Linked DNA regions of Mus musculus: region 1 is linked to region 2. The links are chromatin contacts, called in public HiChIP or PLAC-seq maps. All regions are on one chromosome and are shown on one strand. Each heading gives the region's core, a stretch centred on a gene start, on an enhancer-like site or on the middle of the called end of the contact. The rest is flanking DNA. Distances are from core to core; before and after follow the strand shown.

The links. HiChIP or PLAC-seq counts read pairs in DNA pulled down with a chosen protein or histone mark.
Region 1: a contact with region 2 is called in a BATF HiChIP or PLAC-seq map of CD8 T cells, with 5 read pairs. The contact joins the enhancer-like site here to the promoter of Pdk1 in region 2. A contact is called at or near these places in 1 of 39 promoter capture datasets (hippocampal neurons), 3 of 15 datasets of contacts at CTCF or cohesin (CD8 T cells, the NIH/3T3 cell line and embryonic stem cells), 2 of 484 Hi-C or Micro-C datasets (the G1E-ER4 cell line and Sertoli cells), 6 of 115 datasets of contacts at active chromatin or transcription factors (CD8 T cells, acute myeloid leukemia and embryonic stem cells) and 3 of 9 other capture datasets (adipose tissue, embryonic stem cells and pancreatic islet).

What each region holds. Positions count from the first base shown.
Region 1 is chr2:71,939,742-71,944,887 of GRCm38.p6, reverse strand. It overlaps Gm46785 (a long non-coding RNA gene), which reads right to left. Exons shown (of 3, transcript XR_001783614.1): 3 at 2,855-3,051. Among named protein-coding and RNA genes, the nearest start is that of Gm46785, 4.5 kb to the right of the region's middle. Within about 2 kb of position 3,262, at least 32 of the 459 cell types and tissues checked have an H3K27ac peak or open chromatin away from gene starts, as enhancers often do. A contact at or near this core is called in CD8 T cells, where this site is marked.
Region 2 is chr2:71,871,663-71,876,803 of GRCm38.p6, reverse strand. Pdk1 (pyruvate dehydrogenase kinase, isoenzyme 1) reads right to left here and starts at 3,580. Exons shown (of 11, transcript NM_172665.5): 1 at 3,239-3,580; 2 at 1,257-1,398. The coding sequence starts at 3,434.

The sequences.
Region 1 (5,146 bases), core at 2,013-4,512, 68 kb before region 2:
AACATCCAATTTTACAGTTTGCCCAAAATCAATCTGTTGTGTATCCACAAATAACAGTAAGAAACCCACTTAAAAATGGGATTGTGGTATATACTGATGGATCAAAAACTGGCATAGGTGCCTATGTGGCTAATGGTAAAGTGGTATCCAAACAATATAATGAAAATTCACCTCAAGTGGTAGAATGTTTAGTGGTTTTAGAAGTTTTAAAAACCTTTTTAGAACCCCTTAATATTGTATCAGATTCCTGTTATGTGGTTAATGCAGTAAATCTTTTAGAAGTGGCTGGAGTGATTAAGCCTTCCAGTAGAGTTGCCAATATTGTTCAGCAGATACAATTAGTTTTGTTATCTAGAAGATTTCCTATTTATATTACTCATGTTAGAGCCCATTCAGGCCTACCTGGCCCCATGGCTCTGGGAAATGATTTGGCAGATAAGGCCACTAAAGTGGTGGCTGCTGCCCTATCATCCCCGGTAGAGGCTGCAAGAAATTTTCATAACAATTTTCATGTGATGGCTGAAACATTACGCAGTCGTTTCTCCTTGACAAGAAAAGAAGCCCGTGACATTGTTACTCAATGTCAAAGCTGCTGTGAGTTCTTGCCAGTTCCTCATGTGGGAATTAACCCACGCGGTATTCGACCTCTACAGGTCTGGCAAATGGATGTTACACATGTTTCTTCCTTTGGAAAACTTCAATATCTCCATGTGTCCATTGACACATGTTCTGGCATCATGTTTGCTTCTCCGTTAACCGGAGAAAAAGCCTCACATGTGATTCAACATTGTCTTGAGGCATGGAGTGCTTGGGGGAAACCCAAACTCCTTAAGACTGATAATGGACCAGCTTATACATCTCAAAAATTCCAGCAGTTCTGCCGTCAGATGGACGTGACCCACCTGACTGGACTTCCATACAACCCTCAAGGACAGGGTATTGTTGAGCGTGCGCATCGCACCCTCAAAGCCTATCTTATAAAACAGAAGAGGGGAATTGAGGAGACTCTACCCCGAGTACCAAGAGTGTCTGTGTCTATGGCACTCTTTACACTCAATTTTTTAAATATTGATGTTCATGGCCATACTGCGGCTGAACGTCATTGTTCAGAGCCAGATAGGCCCAATGAGATGGTTAAATGGAAAAATGTCCTTGATAATAAATGGTATGGCCCGGATCCTATTTTGATAAGATCCAGGGGAGCGGTTTGTGTTTTCCCACAGAATGAAGACAACCCATTTTGGATACCAGAAAGACTCACCCGAAAAATCCAGACTGACCAAGGGAATACTGATGTCCCTCGTCTTGGTGATGTCCAGGGCGTCAATAATAAAGAGAGAGCAGCGTTGGGGGATAATGTCGACATTTCCACTCCTAATGACGGTGATGTATAATGCTCAAGTATTCCCCTGCTTTTTTACCACTAACTAGGAACTGGGTTTGGCCTTGATTCAGACAGCCTTGGCTCTGTCTGGACAGGTCCAGACGACTGACACCATTAACACTTTGTCAGCCTCGTGACTACAGTCATAGATAAACAGGCCTCAGCTAATGTCAAGATACAGGGAGGTCTCATGCTGGTTAATCAACTCATAGATCTTGTCCAGAAACAACTAGATGTATTATGGCAAATAACTCAGCTGGGATGTGAACAAAAGTTTCCGGGATTGTCCATTACTTCCATTCAGTATGAGAATTTTACTAGGGCAGCTAATTTGTCAAAAAGTCTTTTTCAGTATATGTTACAGAATTGGACGGCTGAATTTGAACAGATCCTTCGGGAATTGAGACTTCAGGTCAACTCCACGCGCTTGGACCTGTCCCTGACCAAAGGATTACCCAATTGGATCTCCTCAGCATTTCCCTTCTTTAAAGAATGGGTGGGATTGATATTATTTGGAGATACACTTTGCTGTGGATTAGTGTTGCTTCTTTGGTTGGTCTGTAAGCTTAAGGCCCAAACTAGGAGAGACAAGGTGGTTATTGCCCAGGCACTTGCAGCTCTAGAACATGGTGCTTCCCCTGATATATCTATGCTTAGGCAATAGGTCGCTGGCCACTCAGCTCTTGCATCCCACGAGGCTAGACTCATTGCACGGGATAGAGTGAGTGTGCTTCAGCAGCCCGAGAGAGTTGCACGGCTAAGCACTGCAGTAGAAGGGCTCTGCGGCATATATGAGCCTATTCTAGGGAGACATGTCATCTTTCAAGAAGGTTGAGTGTCCAAGTGTCCTTCTCTCCAGGCAAAACGACACGGGAGCAGGTCAGGGTTGCTCTGGGTAAAAGCCTGTGAGCCTAAGAGCTAATCCTGTACATGGCTCCTTTACCTGCACACTGGGGATTTGACCTCTATCTCCACTCTCATTAATATGGGTGGCCTATTGCTCTTATTAAAAGGAAAGGGGGAGATGTTGGGAGCCGCCCCCACATTCGCCGTCACAAGATGGCGCTGTCAGCTGTGTTCTAAGTGGTAAACAAATAATCTGCGCATGTGCCAAGAGTAATTTTCCACTACATGTACTCTGCCTTTACTCGGCCATGGGCTGCAGCCAATCAGGGAGTGATGCGTCCTAGGCGAAGGATAACTCTCCTAAATAGGGACAGGGTTTCGCTTTCGTTTTGGGGGCCTTTCGTTTTTGGGGCTTGGGGCTTGCGCTCCTGGCTCCTGAAGATGTAAGCAATAAAGTTTTGCCGCAGAAGATTCTGGTTTGTTGTGTTCTTCCTGGCCGGTCGTGAGAACGCGTTTAAGAGTTTGTTTATTTATTTTTGGTCAGAATCAAGTTATCAATGAGTATACACTGGTTCCAAAAAAAGTGTTCTTATAAAGTAGAAAAAGAATAGTCTAATTCATGTATCCAGGAAATATGAACTGGGCAAACACTGTCAAATATCCTGGGATATTCCAGGATTCACAAATGAGCAGAACAGATTTGCCCTCCGGTGAGCGAGAAGCATCAAGAACAAGTACTGACGTGTGTCTGCCATGGTGGTAACGATGACAACAGAAGATGTCTATGAGATACATGCAGCTGGAACTGGCCACATCACGGTCTGGAAATTGAAGGAGGGTCAAAGAAAGTTCCACAACATGATACTAGGAAGTGTAGCAGCCCCCCAGACCTTAGCACCACTGACCCCATGATGGAAGTTTCATTCAGGCCTTGGAACCCAGCATACATGGAACCTACAGGCAGCCCCACCTGCCACAATAAGATCAAAGACTTACTCTATCAACACTATAGTTCTGGGAAAGTCCCTAAATGTGCTAACCTTGCTTTTTGGCTTCTGTGTAGTTCTGCTTCTGGCTAACAGTTCTTGCTAACTGAGGTGTGTTAACCCAGGATGTGGTTTTTGTGTTTAAAAGCTCACCTTCAGAAAGGCTCAGAACTGCACTCTGGGGAGCTGGAGAGATGGCTCAGTGGGTGAAAGCACTGACAACTCCTCCAAAGGTCCTGAGTTCAAATCCCAGCAACCACATGGTGGCTCACAACCACCCGTAATGAGATCTGTTGCCCTCTTCTGGTGTGTCTGAAGTCAGCTACAGTGTACCTATGTATAATAATAAATAAATCTTAAAAAAAAAAAAAAGAACTGCACTCTGGTTCTGAACACTCAGTGTAGTCAACGGTTAGCTAATAAAGACCTTCTATTGACTTGAACCCTTGTCTGAGTGGTCTTCTCTGGTGACACCTCACAACAGAAAAATAGGCTGTCTACAGAGGTCTCAAGCCTTGACAAACAGCTTCAAATTAACGGTATCCTTTCTGCTATGTATGTATGTATTATGTCTGTATGTATGTATGTATTTCATGTCTTTTCTATGTTTGTGGCAGAAAAACATCTCTTAAGGAAGATAATGGATAATAGGTGCACTGGTTTCCAAACTTGGATCTGTGGTTTTGCCTCTTTTCCCCCCATTCTCCTTTGTTTTCTTCCTCTCCCAGTATTTCCCCCCATAATGACTTCAACTGAGAGAACAGATATGTTGGGAAACAAGAAGCTGTGATTTCTCGACCTGTTGATCCTATTCCCACCGTTAAAGGCCAAAGCACGCCAACTCAGTAGGAATGACCAACCAAGGAATCAACCATCATCATTCATACAGCCATACACCATAGGATGCTACTCCTGAAAGTTACCAGGTTAAAAATCATCAACCTAATGGGATCTCTGCATGAATACCAACATTTTTGCATTCTAAACTCTACAGTTATATTTTGTAGAGAGATCTCCCCGCCCAGTATCTCTTGCAGGAATTCCTTCTGATATCCCACGTAGATAAACTGGCAAGCCATTATATCTGTTTAAATCTCAACCTGGTTTCTAGAAGGTTCTTTTGCCTTTGAAAATGTTGCTGAATCTTTCTCACTTTGATTGGTGAGTGAACAGTTAAAAAGCACCTACTTTGTGTCAAGGCTGTATTTCAGCCAGATATGAACCTAGTGTGTACTCTTTAATAGTGTTAGGGAATTACTGCAGGCATGAACTCTGCCCAGGGACCCTCTGCATTCCATCATGGGAGATAAAAGCAAGAAGTTTCCCTACCGGATGCTGCCTTTCATCCCTACAACTACAGCCTCTAGAACCATGAGTCTAACAAACATCTATTGATTATTGCCGCAGACCCTCTGGGCCCCTTTGTCTGCGTGGAACGGGTCTCTGGGGCAGGTGGGCAAAGCGTTGGATGGAATGACAGACAGATGCACACAGGAGAGGCTGTGTAGAATCTGAATGTAATTTGTCAAATCGAGCATCAAACTTTTTATACAGAAGAAAATAGGGAAGTTGGGTGACACACCAGCAAGGTACAAAGAGGTTACTGGATTCTTACACAAAACAGAGGAATACAAACACAGAAGGTCTAACAGGAACCACCTGGGATAGAATTCATTGTTAACAACTGGGATCAAAAAGAGTTCCACCTAAAGTTCACTTAATCTTAGAAGCCAGGGTCAAGGGCTTCGTGCCCTTGCCATAGTTCCTATTTTAGTCTATTGTATAGTCCACCTTCTCCCCTAGGCCACTGTAAATACATGTGTATGGGTGTAACTCAGCTATCTATAGTTCTAAGTATCTACTCTGGTTCCTCCTTAGGTCTCAAACTTCATTCTTCCTAGATGATGGTAAATTCCTGTGTAGAGCAGTG
Region 2 (5,141 bases), core at 2,331-4,830:
GTGGCTAAGAGAATTCCATTCTCTTTCCAAAGGACCTGGGTTTGGTTTTTGGCACCCCTATGTCTGTAACCCAAGGTCCAGGGGAACCTGGTACCTCTGTTTAGCCTCCACAGGCCCCAGGCACCTTTGGTGCACAGATACACAGCCAGGTAAAACATCCATACACTTAAAAAAATTTTTTTTTAATTTAAAACCTTATTATTTTAGCAAAATTGCAGTTTCCACATAATTACAATAACTTTTATTTTTAAAAGGGAAAAACTGACCAGTGCAGAACGTATGTTCATACCACATCATCACACTGAACTCAATACAGGTGTTACTAAAAACTGATCAATGCAAGATTGTGTGCATACTACATCATCATCATACTGAACTCATTAATACAGATGTTACTAAAAAGCAGAAGAAAAGTTGTAACTTTTTATTGTCTGCAACACGATCTCAAATAGTTCAATCTGGCCTAGAATAGAGTAAGTTGGTCTATGCAACCAAGTGAGACCTTTAACTCCTGATTCGTCTGCCTCCACTTCCGAAGGGTGCTGGGATGACAGGTGTGTACCACTTCCTCCGGTTTATGCAGTGCTAGGGGTTGAAACCAGGACCCAATGCATGCCGACAGCCATTCTACCACACTACGTCTCCATCCCCTAGCCTTTGTAATATAGAAAAAGATATACTTCACCAACATAAATTCACTTTATAATAAAGTACACACAGCCCTGGATACACACTACCATTCTGAGACACCATGGTACAACAAAGAGAGACACACTCAGGATTGAAACCCAGGGCTCCAGTGTCTGTGCTCACACCTGGACAAAGACTGTATCAGGTCTTAGCTTCCTCACCAGTGAAAGGAGTCAGTAGCACCTACCAGGCATGGTTGAAAAAAATAAAACGAAATGTGTATCTAAATATATAGCCATTAACAAATAGTAACTACTTTTCTCATTAGAATTTAACACTCTCAAAAACAAACAAACAAACAAATAAAATATGTAAAAGTATTTTCTTTAACCTTGGATAAAATTCACAAGTCCACTGTAATTGTAAACACAAGATGGGACACTTGCTGGGCAGTGGTGGCACACGCCTTTACTCCCAGCACTCAAAGGCAGAGGCAGGGAGATCTTTGTGTTTGGGGCTAGCCTGGTCTTCAGAGTGAGTTCCAGGACAGCCAGGCCTATACTGAGAAACCCCATCTCAAAACAAACAAACAGAACCAGAGCAAAACAAAAAAGATGGGCTCTTACCAACTTTGCACCAGCTGTACGGATGGGGTCCTGAGAAGATTGTCGGGGAGGAGGCTGATTTCTTTCATTATATTTGCCAATCTAACAGGCAACTCTTGTCGCAGAAACATAAACGAGGTCTTTTCACAAGCATTCACTGACCCTGAAACCAAGCACAGTGACAGGCAGTGAGTGACAGGCACCGGTAGCCGGAGCGAGAAAAGGAGAGTCAGTCACTTGGCAAGGCCACAACGGTACATTTACCATAGTGAGAGGAAGGAACTAGGAAACAAAGATATATCCAGGCACAGTTGAACTAACCGGTCTATAAAGTAATCCTGATTCCAAACTGACTTCCAATTCCTGAAATTCCAACTGCTCAGTACAACCATGTATGCTCAGTACAACCATGTAGGTACTTGTTATACTTCAGGATGACTAGGATTCAGGTAAGCTGTCTGCAGTAAGGCTCAGGGCCTGTGAAGAGAACTGGGAAAGGCCAATTCTATATACCCCACTGCTGCTGCCTTTAGAAATTCTGACTCCTGCTGGGAAGTAATGGCTGGAATCTTTAATCCCAGAACTTGGGAGACAGAAGAACGAGGAACTCTCTGATTTCAAAGCCAGCCTGATCCACAGAGTGAGTTCCAGGACACCAAAGCTACAGAGAAACCTTGTCTCGAAAAACCAAAAAAAGAAGAAAAAAAAAAAAAAAAAGGAAAAGAAAGAAATCCTGACTCTCGACTTTTGAGTAAATTCTGACCCAAGTCATTGACTAGACACAAATACTAACCACCAGAACAAATACCACCAGAACACAGTCAGTACAGAGGTTTTCAGGCAACAGAAGGCAAAGACCATCAACACAGTATCACCAACCATCAAGTGGAACCAGCTCAGTTGTCTGATTCCTGAGACCATCACCTCCCCCTTCCTCCACTCTTGAATCCAGATGTTTGGCAGAAGAGTTGATAAGTGTCCCTCCCCTGGCAAGCACCTTCACTTGAACTAAAAAAGTCACATTTCAGCAATCCATTTGAAACTAAGTGGACCTCGCAGATGGAACCTTAGCAGAAAACTATCTTGTCAACAGTAGCAGTATTATTAAGGAAAGCATCTTGCCAAAGTTTAATAGCGTATTCATGAACAAGGTGAACATTGCTACACCACAGTACAGGCATTCACAAATAAAAGCAAAACACACACACAAAACGGGGGCCTTTCATAGTCCCTTACTAAAGAAACACAAGGAAAAGCACCTGTCACTTCAAACCACAATTTTAAGATAAAGTACCTACCCCCACCACTAATCTCTCGTGCGTGCTAACCATGTTATAACCTGGCAGCACGACACAGAAGATAACTTTTTCTACTCCAGAACTTTCGGATTTCAATGTTAAGAGTTTATTCTAAGCATTTCCCTTTCCGCCTCATTACTCCTGATGAGAAGCCAAAAGTCAAAGGCCTAATTCTGCAGTTCTGCAATCTGTTACACACAGACAAGACCATGCACTTTACACGTGCTTGAGACTGGCTGCTGTTGAAACGAATTTGCTCTCGGTGAAAACACTGGCGAGGAAAGCACTGGGCCAGTAGTAACTTGTTTTCCAGCCATCACGCCACTCCAAACGATCGCCACTGTGCTGGCACCGATCTCGCCTCTGCAGAACACCACCCTCGAAGCAGTTTGAGCCCTGGCCTTGAACCTGAGCAAGGCATCCCCAAAGACACCAGGTCCCCAAGCGCGCACCTACGCACGTGCGCGGAAGGCTGCAGCCGCGGGCCCCCTGCTTTGTTTTTTTGGGTTTGTAGTTTTTTTTTTTTTTTTAAACACACTATAGTCGCACGTCCCTGTTACGTGCCCGGCCTTCCAGCGCCCGCTCCCTCCGAGGAGGAAGGAAGCACCTAAGACGCAGGGGGGGCGACACGAGGGAGGAGGAGGGGTGCGCCTGGGAGGACGGGGCCCGTGCACAGAGGCCCGACGGCCCAGCGGCCGCCCTCACCGAAGTCCAGGAACTGCTTCATGGAGAGTGGCGACGGCGAGAAGCGCGCATAGAAGTCCACCTGGCCCGGAACGCCAAGCTCCGACGCCGGCCCGGAACCCGAGGCCGAGGCCGAGGCCAGGCTACGGCTGGCGCAGGGGACGGCGCAGAGCGGCCTGACGCTCGTGCCGCCCCGCAGCAGCCTTGCCAGCCTCATACCGAGCCCCGCCGGAGGAGCCGGAGCTCCGGGCGCCAACCTGCGGCTGTATGCCGCTGCCCGGGCGCTACGTGCGGGACGTGGCTGGCCGCGGGGGCGGGGAGCTGCTGTCAGCGCTGCGGCCACCGCCCCCTCGCTGGAACCACGCCCCCGTAGGCGGAGCACGGACAGCACGGAGGAGGGCGAAAGGCTGCGCTAGCCACCGCCCCTGGTTAAAGACACGCCCATGTAGGCGGGGCCCTGGGAGGACGGAGGCGGGGAAAGAAAAAAAAAAAGGGAGCGCTGCTGAGCTTTGTGGGGTGTGGTGCAGCTGAAACCACCCGGAGCGAGTGGCCGCCGTGGGAGCCCGGCTTAAACGATCCAGCTTGCGCTGTGTTGCACCCCTTTGCACCCTTTCGTACTTCCTCCGCCCTCCCAGTCTCAGCGGAAAAGCTCTAGGCTGTGCGAGATCGTTGGCAATGAGCCTGTTCTCATTGCCCTTGGATCATGCAAGCCCTTGATTTGCAGGTGCAGCCGAACAGTGGTACAAGAGTTGAACTTGGGGGTGTGGCTCTAAAGAATTCCACAGCAACGAAAGTCCCGGGAAGAGCGCGTTGAAACACTTTATGCAAGCAATATTGCCACAGTACTTAAAGACTACTCGCTCTTTTTCTGTTAACTCATCTTAGAGTTACAATGTGCCTGCTCCATCTTTTCAATGTATAGAGATAGTGAATGTAGAATTAGAACATATTTAATATCTAACCCCACGAAAATCACGTCTGTCTTCTGAACACTGTAAAGTCCCCATCCAACTACCCTAACATTTGCTGTGTCTTAGGTGCAAGAAAACTATCCTGCCACGTGTGAAGTTTATCAATTATGTAGAATACACACCGAATAACACTTCATAGCTCCATGCTGGTCGCTTTTGGGTTTTGTTTTGGTTTTGTTTATGTTTTATGAGACAGGGTTTCTCTGTATAGCCGTGACTGTCCTGGAACTCGCTCTGTAGACCATGCTGGCCTCGAACCCAGAAATCCACCTGCCTCTGCCTCCCAAGTGCTGGAATTAAAGGCATGCGCCACCACTGCCCCGCTCGCTATTGGGTTTTGAAAAAACACAAATCATGAAGTCTGGGATGTAGCTCATATCCAAAGCCCTGCGTTTCATCCCCAGCACAAGGAAAGAAAAAACAAAAGCAACCCCCCCCACCCCACCCCCCCACATTGTGTTGGCCCAGGTTTATAATTTCAGCGATCTGCAAGTGGAAGCAGCAATGTGGGAGGTGAGAATTCTAAGGTCATCCGAAATCATGCCAGCCTGTTATTCTGACTCCTATCTGAAAACAAAGAAACAAATACCTGCCCACCCTCCCCCAACATACACAGAAAAACAGAAATTAGATCAGAGTCCCTTTAAAGAAAGCTGTTATTCTGTATCCAACAAACTGTGTGTAGCACAAAGCGGGGATATTGTCCGCATGGAAACAAAAGCAAGTGGTTTTGATTCTAGAGAAAGAAAAATTGTTTTTCCTCAAGTATCCAGTAGAAATTGTGGTCTCCTCTTGGGGTTCTTAGTCTCATTTAGAAAAGAGTTTAAGAATAGACTAAAGTGGAAGCTCAAGGATAATTTTATTAAAGTTTAAAAGAAGAAAAAAAAAACCTCCAAGGTAAACAAGCTGTGCATCTCAGCAGCTGCCTGGAGGAGGAGAATGGGGTAAAGAAA